2 separate regions of the Anas platyrhynchos genome follow, and region 2 is linked to region 1. Evidence: chromatin contacts called from public Hi-C data. All regions are on one chromosome and are shown on one strand. The core of a region is the stretch at or near the end of the contact, and the rest is flanking DNA. Distances in the headings are between cores, read along the strand shown. Region 1 overlaps MTA1 (metastasis associated 1). Region 2 holds the start of MTA1 (metastasis associated 1).

What was found. A called contact is a pair of places that touch in the nucleus more often than the background predicts.
Region 2: a contact with region 1 is called in a Hi-C map of small yellow follicle, with 2.6 times the contacts expected there. The contact joins the promoter of MTA1 here to the enhancer-like site in region 1. A contact is called at or near these places in 3 of 8 Hi-C or Micro-C datasets (liver, small yellow follicle and subcutaneous adipose tissue).

The regions. Positions count from the first base shown.
Region 1 is chr8:16,367,238-16,374,160 of IASCAAS_PekinDuck_T2T, reverse strand. MTA1 (metastasis associated 1) reads left to right here. Exons shown (of 19, transcript XM_038183073.2): 12 at 3,187-3,302; 13 at 4,118-4,269; 14 at 5,926-6,115; 15 at 6,508-6,597. Among named protein-coding and RNA genes, the nearest start is that of CRIP2, 32 kb to the right of the region's middle. Within about 2 kb of position 5,005, at least 3 of the 8 cell types and tissues checked have an H3K27ac peak or open chromatin away from gene starts, as enhancers often do. A contact at or near this core is called in small yellow follicle, where this site is marked.
Region 2 is chr8:16,422,522-16,429,517 of IASCAAS_PekinDuck_T2T, reverse strand. MTA1 (metastasis associated 1) reads left to right here and starts at 2,449. Exons shown (of 19, transcript XM_038183073.2): 1 at 2,449-2,609. The coding sequence starts at 2,582. LOC140003021 (a long non-coding RNA gene) reads right to left here and starts at 3,735. Exons shown (of 2, transcript XR_011810938.1): 1 at 3,031-3,735; 2 at 1-54.

The sequences.
Region 1 (6,923 bases), core at 3,756-6,255:
TATAGTTACTTCTAAACCACTAAAATTTTATTACTGTGCTGTGGCTCAAATGGTAGTTATATAGTGAGAGGATTTCAGTGTTCAGCATGGCTGGGGAATATCTTCTGTTTTTTTTGTTTGTTTGTTTGTTTGCTTGTTTTGTGGTGTGGCTTCAGTGTATGATGGTTGTCATCTTTCTGCATTTGCTTTATCATCGTCATCTCTGGAGTTGAGGCTGTTCTGCATAGCGCCCAGAAACCTGTGCTTTGTAATCCCTCTTCTAGCATAACTGAGTGCTCCATCACAGCTGAAACCCATTTAAAAGGCTTCCACTCCTGATTTAAGAAATGGAAATGATAGTTTACCACGCCATCAATATTCTCAGTACCTTATTTGCATTTTTCACTTCAGCTTCATCAGTTGCCTAATGATTCATACAGTTATTCATCTAATTCTCTTGTTAATAGCTGCAGCAGGCTTTGGTGATATCAAACAAGTTTAATTAACAAATCACCAACAATCGAGGGCTTTTTGCTTCTCGTCAGATGAAAACAGCTGCCTAAATTTGATGGTCACCCACTGTGATGCTTAACCTCAGCTTGGGGCCAGGACACTTCGTGGTGCTTGTTGCAGCTCCGTTCGTTGCAGCCTTCTGAAATCTGAAGCGTGAAGTTACTGTCACAGCTACAGCGTGCTGATCTTGGGGAGCGGCTTTCACCCACGCACTGCTTTCACTTGGGTTTGAAATGCACCTTTGGTAAGGGTTCCTGGGAGGAGAGCAGCCTCCTTTCCTCACGTGAACCCAGTGCTCTGGCTGAGCATGCCAGCACATGGTCCTGTTCTCAGCTGCTTACAACTGCACCCATCAGGGCTTCCAGCACACTGCTTGAAAAGCAAAGCCTTTTTGTGCTCTGCTGATGGATTTCTGACTCCTGTCGTGCTGCTTCTCAGAGGATAAACTGACACATTCCTGATGTCAGGGTGTAAAACTCAGAGTGGAGCCTTTAGTTTTCCTTGCTCCAGTCTTTATTCTGCCCGTGGAGCAAACCTGGCTGGTAACTGCATCTGTGAGGGCTGTTTGTTTTGCAGCATCTCGGTCGTGTTTGCACGTGGGGTTTGCTAGTGACTCATGGCAGAAGTTGTGCTGCAGCAGGTGACTGTAGTGACACTCCAGAACAAGATGCTGGGTGGCGTGAGCTCCCCTGGTCCGACTATCCCTTTGTTGCACTGTGTCTGCAGATCTCTTGCCATCTGTGGCATCCAAACCTCATGCCACTCTGATAAGAACCCCAAACCACTTTAATCCTTGTAACAGCCAGGCAAGTTAGTAAACAAAAGCAGAGGAAAACCTTATCAGGCTTATTAATCCAAATGCCTTTATTTTTTCCTCTCTTCTGCTTCCTTCAAGCTGTGCATGGGCTGTTCGATGTACTGAAGGAACAAGCTAGGTACAGGGTTTCTGCGCCACTTAGCCTCCTCAGCTTTCTCTTCTGCAGAAAGGCCCTGGACCTCACAACAAGAGAAGCATCATCAGAAGGCTGCCTGTTTTTTCTTGGAATAGGCAAATATTCTCTTACCCCCTTACCAATGTGCATACGGTTTGTGTAGGTCATTCACAGCAGATGTTTTTTTTTTTTCGTATGGAAATGGAACTTAACTGAGCATGATTAAATACTTTCAAATGAAGAGAAAGATGACCTCTTCTGACTGCCAGCACAGCATAAGCTTTCTGGCAGAGTTTGGGTTTGATCTGGAGCTGCGTGGGCCAGTTGCCTTCAGAATTCGGTCACCTGGAATTCCTTTGCTTTTAGGGGTCCTTGCTGAGAAGGTGAAACCAGTAGCAGTGCCACACTAGAAAGAATTAAATTATTTGTGTGTTTTCCCTGAATGCTGTTTTCTTTGAAGCACTCGACTGAGTGGAAAGTAACATGTTGTGGGCTACTTAAATTGGTGCGACTCCTGTGTCTGCAGTCGATGTGTAAGAAAATGAGTTTTCAGAAACCTATTTTACAGAGCCCATTTTAAGGTATTTCTGCTTGAATATGTGGATTTCCTAGTTTATTGATTGGAAATAAAAAGAATATGCCCACTCTGTTGAGTTTTCAGGTAAGAGAGTATGGGTGAAACATAACTGGCATTAGAGCTTGGGCTTATATTCAAAAACCCACACCAGAGGCTGCCTGGTTTTTGTTGCTTCTCTAAGCTAAGCTCCTCATCACCAGCTTGGAGTCCTTGTGTCTTCATAAATTCTTTGTGTATACTACTTCAATGAAACTTCTTGTGTGTCTCACCTTCTTCCATCCCCCAGACGTCCTGTCCCCGCAGTATGGATTCGCTGTGCTTCTTGTTCCCTCCCATGCCAAGGGTTTTGTGAATGTCTCCTTTTCCCTCTCTGGCATCTTCCCCTGCAGTGCCTGTACTCTTCGTACTGTTCTTCATGCCAAGGTTTTGTTTGTCCTTCTATTCCCAGCTCCTACCATTAACTTTTGTTCCTGAGTCAACACCTTCAGCAGCATACAGGGATGAGTGGAGGCGATGTTTTTGTATCAGCATCTATTAATGACAGATGTTGATGGACTTCTTGTTCTGTGGCTGTTAAACTTTTGGATTTTCTGCAATTAGCAGAAGCTTAGATGTTTCCTAGGAAAAGCTCAGATCATGGATTAAGACTTGATGAAAGCTCATATTCCTGATCACCTCTGTATCTTAGGTCTGGAGATGGAATTACTTTGTAGTAAGGCAATGTGAAAATATGTATGTGAGTGTAGCACAGGGTTATCCTTCCCTGAATGAAACAGGGGTCTGTCTCTGCCTGCTTCTCATTCTCCATCCCCTGTGCTGCTTCTTGGAGATTCACATAAAACATCTTTCATGTTGAGGACAGGGAGAGATCTGTAGACAGGATCTTCTTGCCAGCTTGATCAGAATGTTCAGGAGTGTAATTAAGATGCCTCCCTTGCCTCAATGGTTTGTTGTTTTAAAATGTTTTTTGTCTCTGAAATGGCATTGAACTAATGTAATACGGACATAGGAGAGTGTATTCATGAAAGACGGATTGCTGGTAAGTACAGCTCCTTGTTCTGAAAGCCACACGATGAACAAAATTTCAGCCTTCAATCTCAAATGTTTTGGGCCATGTTGTTAAGTCTCCTAGGAAATTGCATGCCTTGATTAATGTTTGTCCTCCTTTTTGCTTTGTGTTTTAAGTAACAAGCCAAACCCCAACCAGATCAATGTAAATAATGTCAAACCAGGAGTGGTAAATGGTACTGGAGTACAGGCACAGAACACGGGAGCAGGACGGGCCTGTGAAAGCTGTTATAGTAAGTGACATGCGGACATGGCACTTGTGCACAGAGGGCGAGTGCTGTATTGCAAGCAGTAAAGTAAATGCTGTGCTTGGGAGGAGGGAGCAGGGGGGAGAAGGCTTTGAAATGGTGGGGGGACAATTTGATATAGCAGCGTTCCAGCAAAAGTGGTTTTGGAGTTGCTGGTTTTACATAAATGTAATTGTAAAGTACTTAAGGGGGAGTTAGCTACCTACAATTATGTATGACACTTACTATTGAGCAAAGACTTTAATCACCAAGCTGTGAACTTGACAATTTTTTCATTATTTTAAAGTAGATCCCCAAATATGGGATATCAGTGTATTTGGTCTGCTGGCTGGTACTAATACACTAATGCTTGCCCTCCTTTATGGGAAGCCTTTAGAGATGCTGGAATGCAGGACAGCACAAGAAGTCAAGTCACAGACTTACCTTTCATTCTTCCATTGTAAAATTAAAGTATTGGGGAGTTCCTGGAGAGAATCTTCCATCTTTCCCTGCAGAAATTGTCTATTAGTCTAGCAAAACGAGAGCTTTCAGTTTTGTTGGCAGGGTGTTTTCCCATCCTAGTAAGCGTTTTTTCTGTTCATGTTTTAAAAGAGTTTTAATGTATGTAATTGATTTCACTGAAATAACAAGTACATTTAACAGTGGTGATGGCAATAAAGCCATCAGCAGGTTTTTAAGGTCTGTTTGAGATTTGCACTGTCTTTGTGTGGGTTTTCTTTTATGATAGTTCTAAAGAGAATAAGCTCTGAAAAGTGATCCTGTTTAAGGATATATATAATTTCCACCTTTGTTATCTCTAGCCACACAGTCTTACCAGTGGTATTCTTGGGGTCCCCCTAACATGCAGTGTCGCCTCTGTGCATCCTGTTGGACGTACTGGAAGAAATACGGTGGCTTGAAAATGCCAACACGGTTAGATGGAGAGAGACCAGGACCAAACCGCAATAATTTGGTAGGTATTAGCAAAAAAAAGGCTGCTTGGTGATCTTGTCTGGAAAGTTAGGTGATGTAATTTGTTATCACTTGTTCACTGTTCTTAAATATTTAAGAAAAAGAATGCCTTCAACCTCCATTGTTGTTCTTGAGTTTGTTTTTCTATCACTTGCAAAAGTTGGCATGTTAGCTTCAGCTCTATGCAATTTGTTGCGAAATACCACCCCCGCAGAAAGAAAAACCCACATTATTTGTTTAGCAAAGTAGCCATCAAATGCATGGGATAACTTCAGGAACTTCATGGAAAAAAAAATGGAATGCCAGCCAATGTTTCTGATATTCTCTTTCCATGATTTTTGCTGCAGGAGGAAGAGGACTAATTTTCCATAAAGGAATTCATTATTTCCTGAAAGCTGTTCCCTTTCCTAAGGCACATTCAAAATTAGATATCCCAATCAGCTAGCAGCTTTTTAGAGATCCCTTATCTTGTTATTCTTCTTCCTCCTATTTTTTTCAATTAACCCTGTTTTTTTTTTTAGTCTTTGATTAAGCATTTTGTGAGCTTCATTTTTTGTATTGTATTTATTAAAAGAAAATCTCAGAATTTTTCTGAATTTAGAGAAAGTTTAGTCTTGAAGCATTGTACATTGGGCTGACTGGAAAGAATGGCTGCGTCACAACAGCAGCTATGGAGAGAAGGAGAGTACACAGTGTACTTTGGTTTTAGATTATTTCTTTCCCCTCTCCTAGTCTTTCCTATTGCTGCCTTCCTTTTCTGTTTCTTTTCTTTAGCCACTGTCCTTTCCAGCATTCTGCTTACCCTCTGAAGCTGCTTAATTGCCGAGATAGCTGCCAGGTTTTATCAGCCCTATAGCTCGTTTGTTAGTTAAAAAGTATGCAAACAGTCTGAGAGGGGAAATCCTTGTTCTTCCCAGGCTGAAATTTCCTCTTATTTTCCGCCCATAGGCAGGTTTGAGATAACAAGATATTACTTTCATTATTTGATTGGTTTACTTTGTTGCTTTTATTAAAAAAGATACTGCTTTTGCTCTCTGTACTAGATAAATGTCTTTCTGTATTATTCTTTATTACATGTAGTGAATATGTGCGTGCTCTGTAAATTGAGTTCAGAGTAAGAATTTAACAAATTTCTGCAGCTTTGAGACAAAAAAAAGTTCTTGCATGCTGAATGTTTGCTTTGGGAAGTGAGTTTGTGATGTAAATTGGCCATACAGCTGCTTTCTGGTGTTCTTCTCCCTCCTACAAATGATTTGTTATAAGGAGTTTGCATTATATATCCAGAACCACTCTAAGCACCCAAAGTTTGGGAGTCTTGCTATTGACTCTGTAAGTATTAAATCACGTGATAGCATCAGGCAACTTCTCTTGGCCTGGCTTTTGAATCCTTGCTTTAAAATTGAGGACAGTACAGAATTGACTACATAGCTGTGAAGAGAAGATGTTTACCTTTGTTTTATCCCATGAAACATTTCAGAAGAAAATTGTTGATGGATAAGACTTAGGAAATGGTAAATAGCTGTGCTGAAAATATTTTCTTCTATAATACCGTTGCTGTTCATACGTCTGTGTATCAGTAGTTGAAAGTGATTTTATATAGTTTCTGTTCTTTAAAGCCATGCTCTTCAAAATTATATTTATTTTTCTTTATTTTTAGAGTCCTCATGGTGTGCCAGTACGAAACAGTGGGAGCCCCAAGTTTGCTATGAAGACACGACAAGCTTTTTATCTCCATACAACAAAACTGACAAGAATTGCCAGACGTTTATGTCGAGATATCTTACGCCCTTGGCATGCTGCAAGACATCCCTATCTGCCTATTAACAGCGCAGCAATCAAAGCAGAATGTGAGTGGTGATGCAGCTGGCACCTACTTGCAAAGGGCAAAGGAGCCCTTTGAGATTCCTTTACGTATTTAAGTTTGAGCTGCAGCTTCCCAGTGTTCTTTTGCTCTCAGTTAGTGCTCCCACAAAACCTGGCTCTACTTGTGGAGTGTTCTAACTGATGACAGGCTAGACAAATACTGTGAAAATTCATGAGTTATTTGTTCTGAAATACTCCTGTTTGCTGGTACCTTTAGCATTCTCCTGCATTTGCGTCCTGTTGCCAAGACATGCATGCAACCTGTAAATGCTCTTTATGATTGGAAAGCTCTTTTCTAAACACTTGAGTTATTCACTTAGTTCTACTACAATATCTAAGTGTAGTTGCCCTCTAATTCTTTTTGTTTGTTTTACAGGCACAGCACGTTTACCAGAGGCATCAGAAAACCCATTGCTATTAAAGCAAGTGGTTCGAAAGCCTTTAGAAGCAGTACTCCGGTATTTAGGTATTTAAAAAACAAACAAAAAATACCCTTGCAAAATAAACAGAAAACCCTACTAGCTAATTCTGCTAGCCCTTTCTTTTTCCCTTTTATTTTGGGTTTAGATGCTGGTTCTGGATTTAAAAAAAAATAAAAATAAAATAAAATTGAAGACCTCCCCATGAACTTCCCCCTTTTCCTGTCTGACAGACCTAGTTGCTCCAGTCCACTGTGGGCTCGCTGAGCTGCAGCTGAAGCTTTTTTATATGAGGGGTGGGACATGGCACAGTTTGCTGTGGTGTCTCATGCATGTGTGGACAGGTTGCCCTCTGCTAATGGAGGCATAAATG
Region 2 (6,996 bases), core at 1,200-3,699, 58 kb before region 1:
TTGTACAGGGAGCTGTGAGCAGGACCACGGTGTGCTTTGTTCAACTTCTCACCACTGCTGTAAGGAAGAGGAGAGAGAAGAGATGGTCAGGGCAGCCTTCCCAGGCATCACCTCCTGTGCATGAGCAGGCTGGGAATGCCCTCAGCTCCTCCGGGACAGCAGGTCTCACCGCCCCCAAGGGGTCTTAGCTACAGGAAATCCAATTTTGAACAACAGTCGTGGTTTTTTTTTCTTGCATTGTATCTCCAGCTGCCCAGCAGAGCTGGTGGAGCAGCACATCCTCTCCCAACAGCACTGTCCTCTCCTGGTTTTTGCAGCCCTGCCGCCCTCTCCCCTTCAGGAGAGCAGAGGACCAGCCCCCCAACACCAGGGAGCAGGACATCTCTCGTGTCTTCTGCAAGGGAAGAGAGGTGCAAAGGGAATTTGAAGGGCTGACCTTTGGGTCCTGGTCCCTCAGGGAACTCAGCAGGAGTGGAGAGGGCTGTGCTGGGAGCAGGGAGCAGCAGAGCGGGGTGATGAGCAAGAGGGGAATGGAGCTGGGTGTAGCGAGGATGGGTCAGGGTCAGGGTGTGCCCGCTCGCATGCAATAGGCACAGAAATCTGCCCTCGCCCACGTGTGCTGGGATGAGCTGATTTGGGCCAGGCGGCCTCTGACCGGGCTCTGGAAGCGCCGGCATCTTCTTTTTGCAGGTCTCAGCCTTTCCCTGTGGATGTGCTTCCTCGGTGCCGCACGAAAGGCATCAAATGCAAGAAACGCCCCATCAAAACATCCCGAGGGCTTTCTGGAAGGCCTGCGTTTGCCATGGGGAGAGCTGGTGACACCCCCAGGACCAGGCTTTGGAGGAGGGAGACTGGGCTTTGACCATCCCACTCCTTCCCCGGCTGCGTCTGCCGGAGCCAGCTGCCCTCCTGCCGTTGCACAAGGCCCCGGTGGTGACCACAGCCATTGCTCAACGTGGAAGAGGAGCAGCAGGGAAGTCCTGACATGTTTTTGTTGCTATCGTTTAAAAACCCATTTAGCGTCTGGCAAGAGCAGTCAACACCACATGACTGGCCACTTCTTGGTGTGCAACCACCAAGTGCCCCATGATGCGATTTGTAAATATTTATTCTGGATAATTTTTCTGTGTCCTACTGAATTATTTTCCGCTCGGCGGAGCAGTGGCGGCAGCAGCCGGTCCCTGCATGCGGCACGGATGGCGGTGTCCGCAGCGGCTCCATGGGCACAGCTCAGAAAGGAGGGAATATCGCGGTGGTACCCTCCATGAAGTGAATGTTTTTGGATTTTCACTGCCAGCTGGGCTTTCCTGGCTCACTCCTTGCAATACCGGGAAGGTGGAGGCATGGCCTACTGGGATGTGGGGCCTGATGGGGATTTTGGCACCTCTGGGTGCTATGTTGAATATGACCGTGCCACCTGTGGGCCCTGCCTGAGCACGGTAGGGCCTGGGGCTGGGACCGTGCTCAGCACCAGGCGCTTCCACAGCGCCGGGTCGGGGCTCGCTGCCTGGCCTGGGCCTGGCATGTGGGACGTCAGCCTCGTCACCCTCACGGGGAGCGAAAGGCCTGGTGGTTTTGGCTGGGTGTGAGCACTGGTGGTGGGTGTGTGGGTGAGGATTGTGTGTGAGCACAGGCGGTGTGTGTGTGTGTGAGGGCTGTGTGAGCACAGGTGATACATGTGAGTGTGAAGAGGGCTGGGTGTAAGCACAAGTGATATATGTGTGTGTGAGGGGTGGGTGTGCACACAGATGGTATATGTGTGCGTGTGAGGGCTGGGTGTGAGCACAGGCAGTGTGTGTGTGTGTGTGAGAGCTGGGTGTGCACACAGGTGATATATGTGCGTGTGAAGGGGACTGGCTGTGCTCACAAGTGGTATACGTGTGCCCATGTGAGGGCTGGGTGTGCACACAGATGTTTTGTGTGTGTGAGGGCTGGGTGTGAGCTCAGGTCCTATACGTGTGTGTGAGGAGGGCTGGGTGTGCGTACAGGTTGTGTGTATGTGTGTGAGGGCTGAGCGTGCACACAGGTTATATATATGTGTGTGTGTGAGGGCTGGGTGTGCACACAAGTAGTGTATGTGTCCGTGTGAGGGCCGGGTGTGCACACAGGTGGTCTGTGTGCGTGTGAGGCGGGCTGGGTGTGCGTGTGCCCGCCTGAGGCGGGCTGTGTGAGGCCGGGCGGGCTGTGTGTGTGTATAGATGTGTGTGTGCATGTGTGAGGTGGGCCGTGTGTGTGTAAGGCGGGCTGTGAGTGTGTGTTTGTCTGTGTGTGTGTGTGGTGTCTCTGTGTGTGTGCCCCGCGCTCCGCCCTCCCCCTCCATCCTCCCGCAGGCCTCTCCCCTCCCTCCCTCCCTGCCGTCCTTCCCCTTCCCCTCCCTCTCCCCGCCGCCGCCGTGCCCCTGCCCTCCCTCTTTCCTCCCTCCTTCCCTCCCGGTGCCTCCTCCCTCCTCTCCCCTCCTCTCCCTCCCTCCCTCCCCCGGCGGCGCGGCCCCTTTAACTCTGCGCTCCCCTCCCCCGCCCGCCCCAGCCTCCATTTTCCAGCGGCTCCGGCACCTGGAGGCGGCGGCGGCCCGCAGCCGGCCATGGCCGCCAACATGTACCGGGTCGGAGGTGAGCGGCCCCCGCCGCCCTCCCGCGGCTCCTGCGGGGCCGGGACACGCGTGGGGGGCCCGGGGGGGAGCCGCGGGGGCACGGCCGGGGATGGGGGCGGGCTGCGGGGGGTCGGGGCGCGGGGGGAGGCGAGCACAAAGATGGGCAGGCTGCTGGGGGGCTGCCCCCCTTCCCTTGCCTTCCCTTCCCTTCCCTTGCCTTCCCTTCCCTTCCCTTGCCTTCCCTTGCCTTCCCTTGCCTTCCCTTCCCTTCCCTTCCCTTCCCTTCCCTTCCCTTCCCTTCCCTTCCCTTCCCTTCCCTTCCCTTCCCTTCCCTTCCCTTCCCTTCCCTTCCCTTCCCTTCCCCCTGCCTCTCTCCCCTCCCTGCCCGCTCTCCCATTCCTCTCCCCCCCCTCCCCTGATTGCCCTTTGTTTTAACTCACGGCAACGCAGAGGAGAGGCAACAGGGCCCCGGCGGGTGGATTTGATTTTATTTTATTTTATGGAAGATAAACACGCAGGGTGGTCTGGCGGGGAGCTCTGCGCTCAGCCATTTTCCCTTCGCAGAAAGTGTGCGCCGCAACTTCTCCCCCCCCCCCCCCCCCAGGAGCTGCTTTGGGGGAGATGCTTTTTGGGGTCCCCCCTCCCCGTCCCCAGACACCCCTCGTCTTTCAGAGTTTGGTGAAACCAGAGCGAAGTGAGCGAGGGAGGCGACACAGCCGGGGCGGCCAAGCCACCCTGCCTGGCTGCCACTACTTTTCTGCTTCCTCGGCCTGCCCTCACTTTGTGCTCTGGGATTTTTTGCTCCTTTTGGCACAGCCATACTTTTTTTTTTTTTTTTTTTTCCTGCTTCTTGGTGCCGTGGAGGGCCGAGATGTGCCTCTGGGCCGTCCCGGCTTTGTTTCTTGGAGGGTCTGAGGCTGGTGTGCGGTGCCTTGTGGTGGTGGCTGGGGGATGCTGAGAGCGGCAGGGCGAGGGGAGCTGGGGGAATTCAGGGCTGTTTAGTGTCACGGCACCATTCTCGCATGGGATGCCGTCCCTGGTGCCCTGCACGGCCAGGTCTGCGGTGGGCAGGGATCTCTGCAGGCCGCTGGGCCACCTGCTGCTGCTGCAGGCTGGCCTGGAGGATGCTCGGGGCCTGCCCGCCCCGTGGTGGCATCCCGGAGGACCACGGTGCAGGGATGGCATCCTTCCCTTGGGCCCTGCCCAAAGTGTTTGGCCACAGCGCCCAGACACCAGGGAAAACTTCCTGGTGTCGCAGCTGGCGTCCCTCATCCCTCATCCTCTCCCTGTGCCCCCTGAAGAGAGCCCTGCCCTGCCAGCCCTGTGCCCTAGCTGTGACAGCAGTGACATCCCCGCTGGGCCAGCACTGCCCACCCCGCTGCCTCCTGTGTGTCCCTGTGCTGCTCCCAGCTCCCCAGGTGGCCTTCCCAGCGCTGAGCAGCGGGGCAGGACCCATCCCTTCACCCCACTGGTGCAGCACAGGGGGATGTTGGCCACCTTTGCTGCGAGGGTGCGTGCTGGCTCTTGGGTACCCTGTTGTTTCTCCAGTTGTTTTTCGGCAGAGAAGCTCTGCAGTCAGCCTGTGGCGCTGCGGGGAGTTATCCCATCCCAGCTGCAGGACTTTGCTTAGCCTTAGCTGAACTTCCTGAGGTGCTTGTCAGCCCGTTTCCTGGCTTGTCAAAGTTCCCCTGAGTAGCAGCCCTGCCCACAAGTGTGTGGCATGCTTTTCCTGGCTCCCCAAACTTTTGGTGAGCGTGTTCCAGTCCCAATCCATCGCAAAACATCCACAGCTGGCCTCGTGTCGGTGCCGAGGGATGCTGTTAGCAGCCAGGTGAAGGCTGTGCTGCTGCTCGCAGCCCTCTGAGCCCGGTGTTCATCTGGTGAGCCTCCTAATCTGCTGCCCAGTGCGTATCCACCTTGCTGCCCAGCCCTTATCTCAGCATTTTGGTTCGAAGGCTCCCATGGGGGGCTACGAGGCCTTTGCCACGAGCCACTTCCAACACCCCTGCTCTCTCCTTAGCCACACAGCCAGTCTTTGCATCACAGTGGTGAGTCGGATCAGTCGGGCATGATTTCCTTTTGGTATTTTGCCTGGTCTCAGTCACCTCGGTGTGCCTGGGAGCAGCATCCAGGCCTTGCTCCGAAACCTTCCCAGGCAGAGGGCAAGGCAGCTGGCCGGTGGCCAGGGTTACTGCGCTCTGGTACCCTACATATGGCTGAAGTCTGGGTTTGCCACACGACCAGGACCACCATATGGGCAGATGCAGCTGTTTCTGTGTGACAGCTCTGTTCGGCCCGAGGAGTTTGTGTCACTGAATTGTTTCTGCCCCCGGTGCTGGTGGCTCCCGTCAGTGGGAGCTGCGCACACTGAAGTTGTGCGCGGACTCCAGGGCAGGATTAAGCCCTGAATGGGGTTTGTGCGTCGTCATTTCATAGACTTCCCTCTGGAAGAGAAACATTCAGCAGATAATCCGCTGCTATCCTTGTGGTTACCAAATTGTGTGTGCCAGCTCCAGACCGAGCAGCTGCCAAAACCAGCTCGTTTGTCGTAGATCAATAACGCTCCTGGGAGTATATGGTGATCGCTTCGGGGCTGGTCGTGAGACGCTGTGAATCCCTGTTTTCATAAACCAGTGGGTGGGTTGCACTTCTCTGACAGAGACTGGCTTTCAGTGCCATTTTTTAGTGTTGGTGCCCAGCGGCTCCGTTATAGAGGAGCCTGGCAGCCTGCGCTGGGGCACCCGGGTAGTGGAGCTGCAGGATTTGGGGCTGCTGCTTCAGCGGTTATCAGGCTCTGGGTAAGGTGAGTGCTGGCACCTAGAGAAAGCAACTGGTTTTCATGGTCCTGAGGTTCTTTCGGTGCACCTCTGGTGGGGCAGGGGGTCAGCGCTGATGCAAATTGCCCCCTTGTAAGTTAACGCTGATTGTGGGGGGATGTAAAACTTTTATATGCGTGAAGATGCTGGGTTATCAAATTGTGAAATGAAGTACAGGAGCTTACTCACCCCGAAGGAGCTCCTGGAGTTGTGTGCTTCCAGCCTAGCAGAGGTGAAGATGTTCTGAATGAAGGTTTTCCTAACAGCCACGAAATAAACGGCAGCGCGGCGAGAAGGGGGCTCTCCTCGCCTGGAAGGAGTCATGGGGCAGAGCGGCTGTCTGCCCGACCGCAGGACACATGGGAGTGCTGGGTAAACACCAGGTCTAGGAAACTTGGGACCAGCTCAGCAGGAATTTGGGGCCTCTGATGAAAAAACGCATGTGGGAGAGAGATGCTCATTGTTCTAGCTACTGCTGGCCTCCCCTTTCAGGAGAGTGCTGTGTCAGCTGCCTGGAGGAGAGCAGGGTTTCCCTTCCCAAGGCTGCTTCACCTGCACCTTCTCCAGGAGTTCACCCTCAGCACGAGCGTTTCGCTGGTGGCTGTCAGGGACCGAGCCCCGCTGCAGGCTTGTGGCATTCCCTCGACGCAGCGGAGCGACGATTTTCTGCATTTCCATCTTGCAGCGATTGGAGGAACTCGAATCCTTCCACCTTTCCTCCTCCTCCTCCTCGCGCTTTGTGTTTTTCCGGGATTATTTTTAATCTGTATCAGGCACCCGATCTGGCTGCCCGTGGGACTGTGCGAACAGCTGAATGGGCTCAGTGGGAGGGCTGGGAACAAGGGGATGGGGAAAGAAAGGAGAGGAAGGATGGAGGAAGAACCGCTGAAGCCAACACTTTTGCTGAGGCAAATGTTTGATTTGTGCTTTTAGATGAAAAGCTTTTTATGTATTCTTGGTTTAGGAGTTACCCTCTTGCTTGGGAGTGTGCTAGGTTAGAAAGCGATGGCTGCTTTTGAGTTTATGGTGTGTTTAAGGTGTGTTTGAGTGGCATGGTTATGATCCTAGGTCAGTCAGGCACACGTGTGCCACCTGAATCCAACACACGGAGGGTAAGTGATGCTCTGACCCCGCGTGGGCTCTGAGGTTCCCCCATAACTGGCGGCTGGATTAGACCCGACGCTGGTGTGCCTGTCCGTGCTGTGGGCATGCTTCTTGTTTCAGCATAACCATCCCCCAAATTTAAATACCCTGGTATGGAATCCAAACTTCTCGTGGCTCCTGGCATCCGTAGTACTGCCCGAGAGCTGCTGCAGGTGGCTGAGTTTGTCCTCTTGGCATCATAGTGATGTCAGGAATAATTTTCTGTGCTTTTCCTGTTAAAAAAACTTGGGTATGGAGCTAGTAAGGTGCACGTTGTTGAGTCTAGGCCTAAAGCACATAATCCAGATAATTTAAGTATAGGGGCACATGTAAACCCTCTCCTGTCCCTCTGTATTATCAGCATGTGGATATTTGGGGTTTTCAGGAGGGTTTGTGGGAGTGCTGCCCCAGGAGCACAGGCTCGGGTGAGCTGTCTTTTCGCTCAGT